Regions from separate parts of the Mus musculus genome. Here region 2 is linked to region 1. Evidence: chromatin contacts called from public Hi-C data. All regions are on one chromosome and are shown on one strand. Each heading gives the region's core, a stretch centred on a gene start, on an enhancer-like site or on the middle of the called end of the contact. The rest is flanking DNA. Distances are from core to core; before and after follow the strand shown.

Region 1 (4,675 bases), core at 1,351-3,850:
AATCAGCAAGCAGACTTGTTTACCCTAAGTATTTTCTCCATCTCTATGGCCCAGGCCCCCAGAATCTCGATGACTCTTGTGCAGGTCTTAGCAGACAGCACTGAATTTTATGTGTGGTTGTTACTGCATTTTTCACCTGTGGGGAAACTGATCTGATACAACAATAGATTTTGAGTTACAACCTGCAGAGTGTTACAGAAACAAAAGCAAAAAACCAGATAACTTGTCAACGCAAACAGTATCTTTAGAGAAGTTACTGCTTCCTTTCCAGACAGAGCCAGCTGCTGTACTTTAAGACTGTTCCACATTCAATGGAAGGCGCTGCTATGAATCTTGGTAAAATGGATGCTTGTGAGCTTTTAAAAGCATCTGCATGCCCTGAACATCCTGCCCCCTCTCCATTCCCCAGTGATCGTCTCATTAGAGGATTGAGACGAGTGAGTTAATGGAGTCCATGATCCCCATTCTGGTTTTCTTCCACACGGGTCTCCTAAGACTATTAATTTGTGCATTCTATTTCCATAGAGACTTGAACATAAAGAAATGTCAAGTTGTTACCCACATGAATTTTGTCACTTATTAGAGACATCTCGGTGGTCAAGTCCCCCTTCACTTGCAAGGCTGGCACCTGGCGAGTTCTGACTTCTTCTCAGGGGGGGATCCCCAATGGAAACTCAAGGCTTGGGAATTTCTCCTTGCAAATCTCAACCTGATGGAAAAGCTACCTTTAAACCTCAGTTGAGACAAGTTTCATCCTGTCTGGTTATAGATATCAGTTAACAGTCCAATTTGTCTGGACTGTTACAAAAATCACTCATACAATGTCCCAAAATAATTAAAAAGAGAAAAGTGTGTCTCTGTGTGTGTGTGTGTGTGTGTGTGTGTGTGTGTGTGTGTGAGAGAGAGAGAGAGAGAGAGAGAGAGAGAGAGAGAGAGAGAGAGACTGTTTCTTAATGGGGGAGGGGGCGAGTCTTCAGTCTTTTACAGAATAAGCTTGAAGCTTGCTGTACTGTATCTATTCTCAGAAGACAACCAGGATGGAAGAACTTAGAACCCATTGACCCCCTTCCTTGCTCTACAGCCCTGCAGGGGTAGCAATTTCAAACCAAGTGTGGATCCTAGAGAACCTACATCAGAACTCAGATTAGGGGCCTGGAGAATGATTCTGTTGACCAGAGACTTGGGGATATCCTTGGGCAAGCACCCTTCTCTCCTCATGCAGGTGGCCAGCCTCTGCCATTTGTTCAACTATGTCCCCCTGAGGTGCCCTCTTTGCGACTCAAGTTGGAAGATGGAGGAAGAATGGCCACTTAGGCAGGGGCCCAAATTAACTTGTTGCCATCTAAAAACAAAAAAAAAAAAACAAAAACAAAAAAAAACAAAAAAAAACCCTCTTCCTTGGTATTTTCTTGACTGAGCAGCATGACACCCCTCTGAGTTCCAGACTCCATCCGGAGTGTGACTTGAAGACTCCTCTCTCTTCAGGAAAGTTCTATTGGGGTGATTGCTGTCTACTGGAGGCAAAGGTGGGAGGTGCCCAAACTAAAGAGATTTTGAAGCCTCTTCATTTGTTCAAGTACTTGCTGTACTGTATCTATTCTCAGAAGACAACCAGGATGGAAGAACTTAGAACCCATTGACCCCCTTCCTTGCTCTACAGCCCTGCAGGGGTAGCAATTTCAAACCAAGTGGGGGTCCTAGAGAACCTACATCAGAACTCAGATTAGGGGCCTGGAGGGGCTCTCCTTGCAAGTAGGAGAGCTTTCTTTCCTCTGCTCTGCCCCTGTTTCCCCATATTTTCTCATTCTTTGTGGTTTGAATGAACTATCAGCATGGGCTTAGGTGTTTCATCATTTGCCCCAGCTGCTGAGACTGTTTGGGGGAGGATATGGAATGTTTGGGAGGTAGGGGTCTGGCTGGAGGAAGTGAGTCACGGTAGGTTTATAGCCAGGCCTGCTTGCTGTCTCCTATCTGTTTTCCCCCTACTCCCCATCCCTCCCCGCTCCCACATTCCTAGCCCCGACTCCCTCCAGCCTGTCACAGTGCCTTCCTCTTTGTGATGGTCTACATCCACGTGTGAACCCAAAATACACCCATCCTCCCTCAAGTTGCTTCATCAGCTATTTGGTCAGAGTACCAAGAAAAGTAGCAGATCTAAAACCTCAGTGCGGGCAGTCTCTGCCAGAGCCGCACTTGCAGCTTCCTACATCTGCACACTTCTTTCCACCGTGCAGGAAAGCACGATAGTTCTCGTCTCTCTTCTAATCATGCTCACTGGCTGACACTCTGGCTTAGGGTCTGTGCCTGACCATGCAGATGCCTGTCCGGACATGTGTCTGACCTCCATGCTGGTTCAACTCAACTGCTGTGGCCTTTTTGGTCCTTTTCCCCTTTCTCCTCCTCTGGGCAGCTACTGAGGTTTACAGCTTGCCTGCCCTGGAATTTTTCTTTTAAACTCTAAAAAAAAAAAAAAAAATTGTCCATGGGCTTCTGATTTTGACCATTTCTAAACTCATTTATTGAAGAGACTAAGCTCCCCAGAAGGGGCCCTGGTGTTTCAGGACTAGCTACATAACAAGCGTCTAGCTGAATGACTTTCTCTCTGTGAAACCTCTCCATACACAGGAAGGCAGCTGCCTGGCTTCTGTTAGGCATTCTCTTCTTTCTTCCTTCGGGCAGCCATACAAGTTACATGTGTCTCAAGTTTTTGGTGTTTTGTTTGTTTGTTAAATTTCGGTTAAGAAGAAATGAGAGGGAAATGGTCTCAGTGCACTTGGTGGTGGATCTTGTGTCCCCTTCTGGACCTCATGTGGGCCTCCTCCATCTTCTCCTCTCGCTGCAGCCTCATGCCTCTCCTGTGTCTCTCCAGTGTCCAGCATGCTCCTGCCTATAGTCTTTAGACATGTTCTCTGCTGTGTCTGGAAGGCTGTTTTGCATATGCCTGCACGAACCCCGCCCCCCACGCCCCCCTCCCAGCCTTCTTCACATCTTCACTACATTCTGAAGGGAAGCAATCGCTGATTCCCTCCCCCTCCCCCAAATAACATCTCACAGACAGTCTCCCTATACTCTTCCCCTCTTCTCAGCTTTATATTTTAACGTTCATTACCATCTAATGTAGTGTTAGAACAAAGTAAACAGGCAAGCCTGCGGCGGTCTCACATTTTAGTGCAGATTTAGCAAACTGTATCCTAGCTTGGCATGCAGACAAACTAACACCTAACTTAGTATTGGTGTTTTGTTTTTTGTTTTGTGGAGCCTTGTGATTCAGCCAATCATAGACACCATCTGATCATACATAAGCACATTCAGAGAGAGAGAGAGAGAGAGAGAGAGAGAGAGAGAGAGAGAGAGAGAGGGAGAGGGAGAGGGAGAGGGAGAGGGAGAGGGAGAGGGAGAGGGAGAGGAGAGGAGAGGAGAGGAGAGGAGAGGAGAGGAGAGGAGAGGAGAGGAGAGGAGAGGAGAGAAGGAGGGAGGGAGGGGGGAGAGAAAGGGGGCAGAGAAGATAGCCAATCAGGTGGTAGTTTCCCTACTCCAGAGTTGAGCTTCTTCTGGGGGGAGCCCTTTGGCTTTTAGCTCTAGTCACTAGCTCTTCCAATCCTTCTCTGTCCTTATACTCTATTATATATAACTTACGAAAAAGCTTTTCTTCAAGTAGTGTCTTAGGGTTTCTGTTGCTGCAATGAGACACTGGCTGAACATCAAGCTGGGGAGCAAAGAGTTTATTTGGTTTACACGTCCATATTGCTGCTCATCATTGAAGGTAGTCAGGACAGGACCTCAAACAAGGCAGGATCCTGGAGGCAGGAGCTGATGCAGAGGCCATGGCTTCTCGTGGCTTCCACACGGCTTGCTCAGCCTGCTTTCTTAAAGAACCTGAGACCAGCCCAAGGATGGCCCCATCCATAATGGACTGGACCTTTCCCCACCAATCACTAATTAAGAATATGCCCTATAGCTTAGTCTCGTGGAGGCACTGTTCTCAGCTGCGGTTCCTCTCCTTCAGGTGACTCTAACTTGTGTCAAGCTGACACACAAAACCATCCAGTCCAAGCAGCTACGTTGATAGAGTTCCTACCTAGCATAGCCACGGCTCTGGCTTTGATCCCCATCACCACATAAACTGAGTATGGTGGCACAGGCTTGGAACCTCAGCCTGGGGAAGGTAAAAGCAGGAAGATCAGAAGTTTAAGGTTATTCTCAGCCATATACCAAGTTTGAGTCCAGCCTGGGCTCCATGAGACTCTCCAAATAATGTGTTGGTTGAAACTATATCTTATTTGCTAGCTTTTTAAAAGCATAGGTCAAGGAGGACAGTGTCTTTATATCCTTTCTATTTGTGCTTGTTTCTCCTATACCTAAAACAGTGATTGGCATTTGACAGGTGCTCACTGGAGCCTTTGGAAAATAATGAATGATGTCCAAGAAATAGAGTGAGTGCCATCTACTGACATTCTCAACTGTCCTGGGTCAGATACACTCTCCCAAGGGTTCTGTGGCCCTTGTGCCACATCTACTGATGATCGGAGTATGGTCCAGTCTCTCTGTTAGTGTCCCCAGGACCTGGATATCTTCTGGATCCTCTTGCCACTGGCTATTGAGCTGATCAGGGTACAATTAGTGTTCCCTGGTTCTTGGTATGGAAAATAAAGTGTTTCAAGGCTGACCCTCTGTG
Region 2 (4,675 bases), core at 1,567-4,066, 150 kb before region 1:
ATAGAACAAATAACTATCTCTGTGCATCTTACACTTCAAGTTGAGAACGTTCTGTATGGTATTACATACAGAGTTACCCCCACCATCACCTCCATGTCTGGGTAATTTTTACTGTTGCTGAAGAGAGCAAAATATTACTTCTAGAAACCCAGCAGGCATTTTATTAAACGATTGTACCAGCTGGGGACAAATGATTGCCTTTCTTGAGACTTCCTTTCAGAATTGGATGTTTTCATCTCGGCAGGAAGGACCAGTTAGGGTTCTTCTCTAGGTGGGTTTTTCAGCAAGTCCACCCAGTCCCAAATCATAACCAGCGTTCAAAGCCATTGGCTGCCGTTTCCACACCCAGGTATGATTACTTTAAGCTTGGGAAGTGATTTCACCACCTCCTTTTCCTCTGTTGCAGGCTCTGGATTATTTATGAAGGCACAAAGGGAGAGAGAGACACATTGGACAAAATTCAAATGTGATATATGTACACGCCCCTTCTTTGGCTGTGATTTGTGCAAAATCACATCCAGGCTATAGCCACAGCCCCTGGGGCTCATCTCTGTTCTGAGGTACAAGAAGCTGGCAACGCGCTTTTCACACAGGACAAAGCCATGCTGGCTGTTGATTCTAAAGGCCCCATCATCCAGACTCTTGTGCTGTTATTGGAAAAAAACATGAGACTGGCCAAAAGCAGCTCAGGTCACATTATCAGGTAATATCTCCATTCTGTATATTTAGTTGGAAAATAAAGCCTATCAGGACAGTGTAATTTAGAAGGGTGGAGCGAGCCACATAATTTCCAGGGCAGGGGAAGAGAGTGCTGTTTGGGGCATTTTTAGTGGAACTGATCTGCTCTGGCAGTAATTTCCAGCTTCTCCCTGCACCAACACCCCTTCCCCGCCTGCTTTAATAATGGAAAAAAATACAGCCCAAGACCCTGACCGTCCAAAAGCAACTGCTGGAAACCCTGCCTGTTGATCACTTATTAGAACTTGTTTACTGCTTAGTGTCTTGCGAGGTATGTGTTTGTTAGGAAAATTAAGTGCCTCCCTGTAGCAATGTTAATTAGACTAGGCTTGTTCAACTCCAGGGAGGGGTGTTTTTGGGTCATTCCATCCCTTCAAAGTCTGCTATGCCTTTTGACTTAGTTGCTTAAAAAAAAGGAAAGAAAGAAAGAGAGAGAGAGAGAGAGAGAGAGAGAGAGAGAGAGAGGAAGGAAGGAAGGAAGGAAGGAAGGAAGGAAGGAAGGAAGGAAGGAAGGAAGGAAGGAAGGAAGGAAAAAGAGAAACAGAAAAAGCCCTCGATGTAATTGTGTGAGTTGGGAACCCAGATCCCTGCCCTGAGCTTGTAGATGCTCAAAGGAGCCAGAAGGGGAATGAAACCGAGATAACATTTCAATGTTGCAGCGGGGTTCAAGGCGGGAACACGTTAGAACACAGTCTGGGATGCTGTTTCAGTAGCTCCGTCATCATGCGTGTTTCCACCATCTCCAGCATCATAAGGGGGTAGAGCTGAGTGTGGTTGCGATTTTCCTCTGTGAAACACAAGTTCCCAGTGAAAGTGAGTGGCCCCTATGACATGCTAGTGACTCTTCATTGTCAACTCAGCTGGATTTAGTATCACCATGGAAACACACCTCTGGATGTGTCAGTGAGAGTTTTTTCCAGGAAACTTTAACACAGTAGGGACGCCCCACCCTGAGTGTGAATGGCACTATCCATGGGGCCTCTGACCAAACAAAAGGGAGAAATGAGAACCAGCAACATCCATCTCTCTCTCTCTGTTTCTTGATTGTGGACACAGTGCCACCGGCTACCACAAGATCCTGCCACCATGCCTTCTCCTCCGTGACTGAGTGTGACCTTACACTGTTGAGACAGAGTAAACCTTCCTTACTCATGTCACTTTTGTCAGGCACTTTGTCATAGCAACACAATGGAAACTTACACAACTGACTTCTCCATTTACCCCAGCTGCCTGATGGGACACCTTTCCTCTTCACTTGCAATCTTCCTTCCTACCCAAACAGTTCTCCATCACGACCCCCATTAACACACCTCTGTCCTGGTCCAGAACCATTACACAGGTCTCAGTGGTGGGTCTGGAGGAAGGTCTTTATACTTACGATACGGAACTACAGAAGTTCAACACTTCTTCAGTAGTTGAATCAGAATCCCTTGGGGGTCAGCCATGGTATTAGGCTCTAGATCCTCACATGACGTGAGTTTGTGGGCTGTACCCATGGGTTTGGTGATAAGGGTGAAGTGAAGGCCTCACTTAGTCTGTGGGCCTCAACTGTGTGCGGACTCCTATCTGGTTTTGTCAAAGAAGCCATTGTTCGAGTTTGATAACACTTGTGTCACCAGTAATGTGGATTTTAATTGGTAAGAGCATGATGGTACTATTTCCTGGTCATCCTCACTGCGAAATCCTGTAGGGAGGTGAAATGTTCATAGTTATGGCACAGGTATCTCTGGGTTCCCAGTCATAATGCCTTCAAAACATTACCAAAATGTTTCTCCAGGGATAGAAGTTCTTTGATTGACTCAAATAAAACAGCCTGCACTTGACATCATAAAAAGAAGTGTTTCTTCATGAAATATGAACTTCAACCAAACTGTGTGTTGCATCTCAGCCAGAGCCTATGTCCTCCACTGAAGAAGTTATTAGAGAAAAAGGCCAACCTTCCATTTGGACGGTCACCAATCAGATTAGCAATTCCTCTTAGAAGGAAAAACAGCAGAGGCAGTTATGTGCGGAGACTTTGACTGAACTCGGGCCTAGGATGTGACAGGTCCTGTCAGTTGTCACTTCACTGGGTCAAGGCCTGATCAGAACCTGTGCTCTGTCTAATCCAGGGCTTCAGGTTGGTATTTCTTCCCTGAATGACCTCTCTGTAGTTTGTGGTTTTGCTCAGTGAAGGTTTTTCCAGAAGCCAATGTGAGAAGCATGGGTTCTAAGAGCTTCTTTGATGAGAACCTTAAAATGATCTGGCATCCAAAATGTTTGGAAAACTTATCAGACTTTAATCCCTACTTGGGGATTCATAACAAACACAGAAGGCCTTCTTAAGCTCGGGTCATGTGGAGTTTCTCAAACACATGTGACTCCAGAATGTCTTTTTTCTTGCCAGCTACACGGAGAGAGACGTGTTCTGGAAAACACTGACACAACAGCAAACATTGGATCTAAGAGGCTGTGTCTGTGTCTCCACTCACTTTCTGATTGATCCTATCAGGAAGATATCAATGAGTCTCCATTATCTACATATAGAATGACTCTACACTACACTGGTCCGATCTGTCTGTCATGCAGTGAGAAATAAATGCCAATGCCAACAGCTCTAAGATAATGACAGGGGCCAGTGAGAGGGCACAGCACATAAACTCTTGCCACACAATCCTGATGACTTGAGCTTGACCCCTGGGACCTAAAGGACACTGACTCTTTAGAGCTGTCCTCTGCCATCCACACATGTGTGTCTATTCTCCAATCACACATCATACACACTATAATAATTAGTAATAATAAGCAAAGTAATGGGCTATTAAAATATTAATTTATATATGTATATGCCATAGATACAAAGAGCCAGCTTACTACAGCCTTTTCAGTAAAGCTGGTCCATGGCTTTGTTTTATAAATAAAGTTTTATTAGAACACAGCCATGCTCGTTTATTTACACATCATCTATGCCTAAGGATGGGCTGCAGTGGCAGAGCTGAACAATTGAAGCAGATGAACAATTCCTCCCAGGAAAGTGAAAGGCAAAGGCAGTTGCAACTGGCAAGGAACAAAATGTGCTTTTTCCTGTGTGGTTTGTAGAGACCCCCCAAAGTGTTTGCTGTTTGGCTGTTCACTGGAAAACAGAAAGAAAAACAAAAATGTGCTGACCCCTGACTTGTAATAAAGGATAATATATAGTCAAGGACGTGTTGTATCTATGGGAAGCGGAGTGACAGCGATGACTCTGTCATGTGGTACACATGGATAAAGCCCTGGCCTGATCCTTGGCTGGGGATAACTCCATCCTGCTCACCCAGGAGAGCACCAGCAAAACGGTGAAGGTGCTGCACAAACCTTCTCCTGATGATAACTTGCAACAAACCTTCTCCCGATGGTAACTTGGACGATTAACATGCCTGGGTACATGTCACAAAATCTGGAAAAGTTCCCAGTCCACCATAATTAAAAGGAGAAGTCAAAGAACATGCAACTCCAGGCGTTTAGAAGAAGCTTTGTGGCAGTTTAATGTAAACCCACCATTTGTGAGTTACCGCTGAAAGGGTGGTGTCTGTGTGAGGTTCTTGAAAACGTTAGGAAACAGGTGAGGTAGCTCAACGGGAAGAGGTGATTGCCACCAAGCCTAATGACCTGAGTTCAATTCCCAGGACCTCCAAGAGTTATCCTTTGACTCCCACCCGAGAAAGAGAGAGAGAGAGAGAGACAGAGAGACAGAGAGACAGAGATAGAGAGAGACAGACAGAGAGAGAGACAGAGAGACAGAGAGAGAGAGAGAGAACACGCTAGGGACTAGAAACAAATAGTCATATACCAGATCAATTGTTGAAAGATGAACAAATATGGAAAATCACAGTGACATTTCCAAACATTTCACCCTTAGGTGTTCTACTAAGGGATCATGATAGTTAAAATACCCAGAGAATCTGCATCCCAACATTCA

What was found. Hi-C and Micro-C count contacts between places; a contact is called where the count stands out from the background.
Region 2: a contact with region 1 is called in a Hi-C map of uterus, with 2.0 times the contacts expected there. The contact joins two enhancer-like sites. A contact is called at or near these places in 5 of 484 Hi-C or Micro-C datasets (the HL-1 cell line, the N1E-115 cell line, Sertoli cells and 2 more) and 1 of 115 datasets of contacts at active chromatin or transcription factors (heart atrium).

The regions. Positions count from the first base shown.
Region 1 is chr13:29,042,121-29,046,795 of GRCm38.p6, reverse strand. No RefSeq gene overlaps it. Among named protein-coding and RNA genes, the nearest start is that of A330102I10Rik, 28 kb to the right of the region's middle. Within about 2 kb of position 2,600, at least 6 of the 459 cell types and tissues checked have an H3K27ac peak or open chromatin away from gene starts, as enhancers often do. A contact at or near this core is called in uterus, where this site is marked.
Region 2 is chr13:29,190,987-29,195,661 of GRCm38.p6, reverse strand. It overlaps a transcript of Cdkal1 not described here. Among named protein-coding and RNA genes, the nearest start is that of A330102I10Rik, 180 kb to the right of the region's middle. Within about 2 kb of position 2,816, at least 3 of the 459 cell types and tissues checked have an H3K27ac peak or open chromatin away from gene starts, as enhancers often do. A contact at or near this core is called in uterus, where this site is marked.